Linked DNA regions of Mus musculus: regions 1 and 3 are each linked to region 2. The links are chromatin contacts, called in public promoter capture Hi-C maps. All regions are on one chromosome and are shown on one strand. Each heading gives the region's core, a stretch centred on a gene start, on an enhancer-like site or on the middle of the called end of the contact. The rest is flanking DNA. Distances are from core to core; before and after follow the strand shown. Region 1 overlaps Htra1 (HtrA serine peptidase 1). Region 2 overlaps Tacc2 (transforming, acidic coiled-coil containing protein 2). Region 3 overlaps Plekha1 (pleckstrin homology domain containing, family A (phosphoinositide binding specific) member 1).

Region 1 (2,891 bases), core at 132-2,631, 190 kb after region 2:
TCCCTAGTTCCAGAATATTCTCACTACCTCTAAAATAAGCATAGCACCCATATTTCCCTTTGCCTGGCTCTAGCCAGCTACCAGCTTACTTTCTGTCCCTGGGAATTTGCCTCTCCAAGACATTTTCTACAAGTGGGGTCCTATAATGTGGTCTGCTGTGACTGGCCTCTGTCAGATGGCATCATGTTATCATTTTTATGACTAAAAAAAACCTTCTCATTGTGTGGTTATGGGAAGACATCTCTCCCTGTTGGGGGATACATAAACTCAGCCCTGAAAGTCACTTTGACAGTCTAAACTGCTCAGATGGTATTAATGTATTAGTGGCTATGAAACCAAAATTAAATATTCCATAAGGCTGAGAATCCCACATTGAAAAGATCACAAACTGTACTTTTCAGGTTATTAGAACATACAACTTTTTTGTAATTAAAGAAAGAATGTTGGAAATGGTCTCGCCGCTTCCCTCATTTAACCAGCAAGAGACCTAGAAAGAGGAAGTGCTTTGTTTCTGAACCCAGCCCCCCAACCCCAACCCCCTTTCCTTCTGGGGTACATCTCAGGTTTGTAAGACCCTCTGCTGTCTGGCTTGTCCACAGGAACTGCAGCTCATTGGCAAGCGGGCATTGGTGCTTCTCTGGGCTCTAGACCCAGTTTTCCTGCCTCTAGAGAAACAGCCTCCTGGGCCCCACCTCCCAACTCTGCCCCGGAGGTTGGAGTTTCAGGGGCTGAGCATCTAGGCAGCCCCAGACAAAACAACCAGAGGAATCAAGAGCAGGAAGAGAGCTCATTTGAGAAGTCTGTGAGGGTCAGTCCTGGAGCCAGACTCTTATCAGGGAAAGTGGTTGGAGGTTGTAGGACCTGAGCTGTCAGCTGTTTTCCTGCAGTTAATAATAGACACTTGCAGGCTGTTCAGAGACCCAAGCATTCACCATGGGCACACGAACAAGGTTACTATCATTTTCTTTCTCTTGTCCTCGAGACGGATGCAACTTGTTTTTTTTCTTTTTTCTTTTTTAATGAAAGCATCATTTAACGTAGACACATGCTTCTATAAAAGGCACCTTTCCCCAGGAAAGCCAAAGCTACAGAATTAGGTTGAGCTTGTGAGTCACAGCACAATTAGGGGCTGCGGGCCAACTGGCCAGATGCCCCCAGTTGGGTCCTGATGTGGCCGGTGGTGGGAGACAGCCTTAGTCTTGTTTGGGTGACCCAACCCCCTTCCTTCTACCTGCCATGAGTGAGTGGCTGGGCACCTGGGCTGCAGCCTTATCCTAGCCCGTGCAAGCAGTCTCATGCACTACCTTCAGCAGTCACAGCCTGAGGTCTGGCATAGGGCAAGCTTTTCCCACGTGGAGCCGTCTGGGAGACTGTACCGGAAAGAGGGGCTGCCAGTGCTTGGAAGTGCCAGTGTGGGCTGGAAATCAAGGCCAAGCGCCTTGGCTCCACCTCCTCTTCCTTCTTTATTCGTTAGGAGGAAAGAAAGAGGTCACAGGAAACTCTGGAATTTTATGCAAAAGACAGGGGCTGGTGCTCTCCCCCTCTCTCCCTCTGCCCTCCTCCCTTCCAACTCCCTCTCCCCTCCCCTCCCTCTCCCCCTCCCCCTCTCTCTCCCCTCCCCTCCCTCTCCCCCTCCCCCTCTCTCTCCCTTCCCCTCCCTCTCCCCCTCCCCCTCTCTCTCCCCTCCCCATCTCTCTCACAGGGTCTCAAGTATCCAGGTTGTCCTTGAACTCACAATTTACTCATGGTTGGTCTTGAATTTTTGATCCTCCTGCATGCACCTCCTGTGTGCTGGGATTACACACGGTGTGTGAATTGGAGATTAAACCCAGGACTTTGTGCATACTAGACTGTAGAGAGAATATCTTGTGTATTGTATGGATGCATCACCTGTCAATTAAAAAGCCTGTGGCCTATGGTTTAGGCAGGAAATAGAGGCAGGAGATTGGCCAGGAAGATGTGAGGAGACTGACCATGGTACCTGAGCACAGGTTAGCAGTCACGTGGCAGAATGTAGATTGGAATAAATGGCTATTTTAAGTTATGATCAAGGTATTTGCAAATATATTTTGAGTCCGAGTCTTATTTCTGGGCGCATGGGGCTGGGAGGAAGAGCCAGGCCCAACTTTAACATTTCACATTCAGCCAACTACATTTTTTGATGGTAGGAAAGAAAAAACAAAAACAAAAACAAAATGGAACCAGACATGGTTGCAAAAATTTGTTACCCTAGTACTCGGGAGGCAGAAGCAAGAGGATTGCCACAAATTCAGCCTGGACTACGCAGATGACTGCCCCCACCCCCAGTAAAAGGAAAAAGAAGATGACTCAGTGGACAAAATCCTCATTGCATAGACTTCACACCCTGATCATGAAGGAGCGTGTTTTTCCTGTCCCCTTCTTGTACCGGATGACGGCACAGGGTTTTGGTGTCAGGTTCATCTTAGACCTCCGCTGGCTGTCTCTGCTCTTTTTGTGTCTTTTCTCTGCCCAGGCCCCTCTCTTCTTGCCCTTATCCTGTGCTCAACAACCTGGAATGTACAGTCACAGTGCCACTCAGAAAAGGGATTCTGGCTTCCTGGAACGTTCAAGGTCTTCTTTCTGTTTCTGCTGCCTTCCCACCTCAGACCCAGCATTGGATCCAGGCTGGCTGGTGACCCTGGAATTTAACAGAGTGGGACATACAGAACACAGCCATCCAGACTGCTATGGGCTTATGGGCCTGGTGGTTCATCTTCAGTGCGATTCCCGGGTTATACTCTTTCTTATTTTTCTTTCCTTCGGGCACAGGAGGCCTATCTCCTATCCACTTTATACCTCCTCAGCTCTACAGATTTCCCTGACCTTCAGAGAAAGCAGCCCAAGGTCACTGGCAGAGGGAGAGCCCTGTG
Region 2 (2,751 bases), core at 86-2,585:
GGCTGCCACAGCCAGCTTGTAGCAAGCACACAGCTAGGGATGTTCAGAGAAGCAGGAGTTCCCCCTGGTGGACTCTAAGCATGAGAGCCTGTCCAGCTGACCTATCTGGGAATCTGCCATTATGGTGAGACAGAAGCTACTAGGTGCTGATTCCTGCTTCTGAGAGAAATTGCAGCTGACCGCAGTTGGAACATTTTAATCTTGGACAGTTAAGAAGGGTGGGTATCAGAGGCTTGGTGCATTTCTTTCTTGGACTCTGAACAGTTTTCTGTGTACAAGAGAACCCCCAGGATGGCTCAGGGAGACTGCTACAGCATCCCTAGCTGAGTGCATCATCTCTTGGATAACATCCCTACTGTGTGCATAGTCACGAGCCTTACTCACCAGCCTCTCCCTCATCCGCTTTTCCAAAGCTTTTCTAACCCAGAAAAATTGTATGTCAGTTGCTGTGGAGGATCGCTGGGTGAGGCCACTAGACATTTCATGTTCCGTGTTGACAACCTGTGACATGACCGCCCAGGGAAGGTGGGTGGACCCGCCTGCCTCGTAGGAAAGTAGGTCCCTTCACATGTAGAAACAAGCCCATGGGCCTCATCTGGATTCCATGTTTTCATCCCAGTTTCATTCCACCTGTCCAGCAAGGCGAACCTGGGCCTGAGAGCCTGGCAGCTTAGGACCAGAGTGCATGTGTTTTGAGGGAGAGCCTGGTTCCTCTGACCCAGGCGCCACACCTGCTCATCCCTTCTCAGCAGCTCCTCAGGAGAAAGCGTGCCTTATCTAAGCTCAGTAGTGGGCTCCATGGAATGCAGGACAGGAAGGAACCTCTGCGCTTTCTGCATTCCAGATTGTGGCGATTTTTTGTTTGTTTGTTTGTTTGTTTGTTTCTGCTTTTCTAACAACTGCCCTGATTCTCTGTTTTGCTTCCATTTTCTGTTGCTCTTTGCCCTTTGCTTGCAAAACAAACAGGCAAGCCTGGTAAGTAACTGCTCCCTACCCCCACCCCACCCCCACCGTCTGACACCCACCCATCGCAGCCCACCCCTCGCAGCCCCTTGCTTGTGTTTTGTTTTCCTGGCTTGGTTATTTTTGCTTTCGTATTTGCTGCTTTCCCCATTGGATTTAATAGTGGTTTGCCTGCAAACGCCAGAAAGCCCCCATCAGGGTTTCGAGTCCCCGTTGTCCTGTCTGGGGGCTGAGGCTGATTTCCTGACTTTAAGAGCCTAGCTTTGTTGGTCACGAGTAAGAAGATTTGTGCAGACTTGCCATTGCCTGGCTCTCCTGGGAACCGGGCAATTCTATTTTTAAAAGTGACAAGAGGAAAGCTTGGGCTAGGCGACATCTTAGATTCAGGAAATCAGATGGAACTCTGTTTGATAAATAGCTCCTTCAGCCTGTCTGGTGAAATGTATACGTGACCACAGATCAGCCCAGAATGTACATTGTACGGCATGCTGGGAGCAAAGGAAATGGCTAAAGTTCGGTCAATAACATCTAGTGGAATTTGCCAGTGCCCTCTCCTCTAGGAGTGTGGATAGAGCAAGTCTATTGCTTGTATTAAAAAGCTCTCTATTTAAAAGGCAGCACTTCATGAGTCACTGTGACGCTGTCCCACTGGGTCAGGGGCGATGTTAAGAGCTTCTGTGGGCAGTGATGCTGTTGATAACAGGTCAGATTCCAGGCCGTCCCAGGGCACCAAGAGCTTTGTATTCATTCTCTTTTTTTTTAACCTCTCCAAATGTTATGGCCCAGAAGCACTGCTATCCCCTGGTTCTGGTTCTGGTTCTGGTTCTGGTGAGGAGGCACAGTGAGTTTAAGAACACTGCAGAGTTGGGATTCCAAGCTGGCGTGTCAGACTCCAGAGCCACTGCCCTTGGTGGCTTCTGGACGCTGCTGAGAACCCTGGGATCATAGAGGCAGGGTGGAGGGACAATAGGCATCTCCTAGGGCAGTGGTTTTCCAGGCAGGGCCCTGGGTCAGCTCTATCTGAATCCAGGGAGCTTGTTACTTGTGTAGATTCCCCACCCCGATCTGCTGAGTCAAAAGAGAGGAGGGAGCCATGTCTGTTTGTGTAGCCCTCCAGCTAGCTCTAATGCACACTCTCAGCTGACAAGGCCCTGGGTCCACAAAATTTCAAGGCTTGGAGTAAAATTCAGGCTGTGACACCCCCCCTCCCCCTCACTGTGACACACAGTAATAATGTGCTGAACTTAAGACACAGCAAGAGGGTGCTCTATCAGAAAACAGAAGGAAAAATAACCCAAATCAAAATCTCTGGCTGTTCCCAGTGGGGACTGTCCATCTCAGGGGGCTTGGGAAGAATTTGGTCATGGCCGGGCTTTGTCTTTGGGGCTGAGCCTGGGCTGTGCTGTTCCCTCAGTGAACAAATGAGGTGCCTTGTTCAAACCCTCTTTCACCTTCTGTAAGATGGGGACAGGAACACTTTGTACAGGTCACTTCAGGGCCACCTTTGTTCATGCAGCACGTGGATCCCGTGGCAGGGCCACTTGTGTGGCGGGGGTTTGTGTGCCCAGAGCAGAGCGGTGAACCAGACTGACCCGCAGCCAGCCCCTGAGGAGAGCGGCCTGGTCCTTTGTCATTGTCTTCTCCAAATACCTGACAGACTCATCCGAAGGAAGAGTTGTTGTTTGCCTAACAGTTCCAGAACAATCCGTCCACCACGGTGGTGAGGGCATGCATTTCATAGTTTGACAGGCAGGAAGCAGAGAAAAGAAATACAGGAAGCAGCTAGGG
Region 3 (2,722 bases), core at 80-2,579, 150 kb after region 2:
ACCTGTTAAATATGAAATATTTGAGAAAGGACTCATGCATGTTGTAGATAGAGAGACCTGACGGGTTAATGACATTTCCCATGCTGATTTTTACCTTGTGGGCTGGGCTGACAAGAAGGGAAGAGGTGAACACCTCTTTCTTTTCCACTGTTCCAGATCAAAATCGTGAAATATCAGAGTTACTCATAAACTCTGAGAATGAGCTGCCCAAGGCCAAGACCGTCCTTCAAGGCTTGGTTAGCAGGGAAAGGGGTCATTAACCATCTCCCTTCGGAATGGGGTGTTGTTTCCGAGTACTTGGCATTTTGGATTGTGGGTTCATATTGGAATGATTAAAGGGTGATGAACATTTGACATTCTTTGAAGCCTCTGTCTGTTCTTCTCTGGTAGATGAAAAACTGGAAGAGAAGATATTTTCAATTGGATGAAAACACAATAGGCTACTTCAAATCTGAACTGGTATGCAGTCGCTTCATACATATGCCTCCAGGTGCTTGGCAGGTCACACTGCAGTGCTTGTGTGATTGTATGTTTGTGTGCCATTCTGGTTTTCTAATGGCCCAGTTCTGGTTTTAAGTGCACCCGTATTTCAGTCTATTTGGTTGTAATGCATTCGGTTAGTTATGTATTTCTTAAATATGTTTTAAGTAAAACTACCTTCAAGGAAGTGTTCCATCTTGATAGATCTAAAATTCTCGACAGCCCCACATGTAACTCTCTGTCAGAGGGACATTAGAAGAGGAGGTGTAGGAAATCCTCCAAAAGCAACATTCAGCCCTCTGCATGTCTGTCAACCTCCTCTCCCCTGCTGCATGTTAACTTGCTCTTTTCCTGTTTCAGATCACCTCTTAAGTTGTTTCTCTTGAGATAGCTTTTTCTAAAGGCAGAGTCAAAGACTGAGTCTCCCTCCTTCCTTGTTTGAGTTATGCACCATTAAGATGTCAATCCCCCTCTTCTATAAAACTGTGGGGCTTTCATATGCTGCATACTCTGAATGAGGGCATCAGAACAACTTTGTCCAGATTAGCTTCCTGCCCTGGTACATATGTTCCATGCCTGTGTTGTTCTGTGTAGGCTGTGTGTGGCTTTTGGGTGCTGGTAATGTGACCAGTGTGGTAAGGAAGTGAGTTTATTTCATTTCAAAATTAAAACCAATTTCATTTAGTAATTTAAATTTACAGTTCCTCATAGGCAGTGTTCTGTATTGGGAGCATCTTAGGGGTCAGTTATTTTAGAAAGCTATAAAGGCCAGAAGCAACCTATATAGTCTGCTGTAGACTGTCAGAGCCCATGTGCAGTGAGGAAGCTGTCTTTCCCTGCCTGAAGAACCAAGGGCAGAAAGTGGGAAGTAACAGACTAGAATGGTCACATGCATACTTGTCAATAAAATGAGGCAATATATCAAGGATAATAGAAACCAAGGTTCTTGGGATAAAAGCACAGCTTCTTGCTATAACTTAACAGACATAGACATAAATATATGTTCTTGTGTGAGTGCATTTAAATATAAAATATACTGTAGCTCCGTGTCTTAAGAAAATGATCATTTCTTCCCAAAAGAACCCAGACTTCATGGAGAAATGGCAGATTCTGTGGCCGGGCAAGAGAAATAAATGCACGGTTGGCTGGAATGTCTTACATCAGAAAGCAAGAACATGCTGAGAAAATGCTAGTCACCCAGTAGTCACCTTACAAATAGTCCCCTTACCAGATCATGGGCAGCGAGAGTATCAAAACACACAATGTTTATAACGTATTACAGTGCAAATATATATCTCTGTGTGCTCAGATAGATATGAGTAGATGGGTGGTGACTGAGCTCTTGTAGCTACAGTGAAGGAATAACAAGATGCTAAACAGGAGTGGGACAGCGATCTGAAATAACCACTCAGCACAGTGGGAGGAGAGCAGCTGTACAGGAAGAAGGCTGGCAGCACCACGCCCACCGGGCAGTCAGGTTCGATGAATTCAGTGGTGGCGAGAATGTCGGAACCTTGCGGGAGAGCAGGAAACGCACAGTGCGTCAGTCCTGTGCTGCCCCTGCTAACAGGATAGTCTGCGTTCAGTCCCCAGGTCACAGGAGCCACGTCCAAGGGAGGGGGCAGCCTACAAAATACAGTAATGGCTGTCATCTGCAGGAGTCTGTTCCTCTTTCTAGAGGAGTGAGGAACTCTTCTACACTAAACAGAAAGAGACAGCGAGAACACTGTCCCTGTAGGGCTGTGTGACCCACCTGCTGACTGGTGGCAGTAACGTGAGCACTTCAGGGTAGCATGCGGATTGCAGCAGCTCAGCTCCAAGCGGCTGTTCTTAGGCTCTTTTGTAAATTCATGATTGGTTCAGTGTTCAAGAAAGACAGAAAGGTGGGGAGAACTTTCTGGTAGAAAAACAAACAGGAATTACAAGCGGCTCATTCGGAAAGATTACGCTGAGTGTGGAGTGGAGTGGCAGCGTGCATGGCTAGTGTGTGTGTGTGTGAGTGAGGCCTTGGGTTAGAGCCGCAGCACTCCTAAGCACTACAAATCACTAAAGGTCTTCAGAAGTCCGTGACGACGCTCAGTGTCACTCAAGCTTCGGGGGATACAGGTGTGAGTGCACGGATAGTACTCACCAGTCATGAGGAGGCTGCGTCTGAGTGAAAAGCTCCCATACCCACTGTCCTCAGAGAAAATAAGTGGAGAGAAGAAATAGTATTTCTTCAAATTCTGTGTAGGTGAATGAT

What was found. Capture Hi-C pulls out chosen DNA fragments and counts their contacts.
Region 1: a contact with region 2 is called in a promoter capture Hi-C map of adipose tissue. The contact joins two enhancer-like sites. A contact is called at or near these places in 1 of 484 Hi-C or Micro-C datasets (Sertoli cells), 3 of 115 datasets of contacts at active chromatin or transcription factors (embryonic stem cells, extraembryonic endoderm stem cells and stem cell-derived neural progenitor cells) and 3 of 9 other capture datasets (adipose tissue, liver and pancreatic islet).
Region 3: a promoter capture Hi-C map of adipose tissue shows a contact between it and region 2. The contact joins two enhancer-like sites. A contact is called at or near these places in 1 of 15 datasets of contacts at CTCF or cohesin (CD8 T cells), 70 of 484 Hi-C or Micro-C datasets (the AML12 cell line, B cells, the Ba/F3 cell line and 54 more), 11 of 115 datasets of contacts at active chromatin or transcription factors (astrocytes, bone marrow-derived dendritic cells, bone marrow-derived macrophages and 7 more) and 4 of 9 other capture datasets (adipose tissue, embryonic stem cells, liver and 1 more).

What each region holds. Positions count from the first base shown.
Region 1 is chr7:130,948,245-130,951,135 of GRCm38.p6, forward strand. The region is part of intron 1 of Htra1 (HtrA serine peptidase 1); the gene reads left to right. Among named protein-coding and RNA genes, the nearest start is that of Htra1, 13 kb to the left of the region's middle. Within about 2 kb of position 1,382, at least 94 of the 459 cell types and tissues checked have an H3K27ac peak or open chromatin away from gene starts, as enhancers often do. A contact at or near this core is called in adipose tissue, where this site is marked.
Region 2 is chr7:130,754,931-130,757,681 of GRCm38.p6, forward strand. All of the region lies in intron 18 of Tacc2 (transforming, acidic coiled-coil containing protein 2), which reads left to right. Among named protein-coding and RNA genes, the nearest start is that of Btbd16, 18 kb to the right of the region's middle. Within about 2 kb of position 1,336, at least 26 of the 459 cell types and tissues checked have an H3K27ac peak or open chromatin away from gene starts, as enhancers often do. A contact at or near this core is called in adipose tissue, where this site is marked.
Region 3 is chr7:130,901,787-130,904,508 of GRCm38.p6, forward strand. It overlaps Plekha1 (pleckstrin homology domain containing, family A (phosphoinositide binding specific) member 1), which reads left to right. Exons shown (of 13, transcript NM_001346515.1): 8 at 391-459. Among named protein-coding and RNA genes, the nearest start is that of Mir7061, 5.1 kb to the right of the region's middle. Within about 2 kb of position 1,330, at least 84 of the 459 cell types and tissues checked have an H3K27ac peak or open chromatin away from gene starts, as enhancers often do. A contact at or near this core is called in adipose tissue, where this site is marked.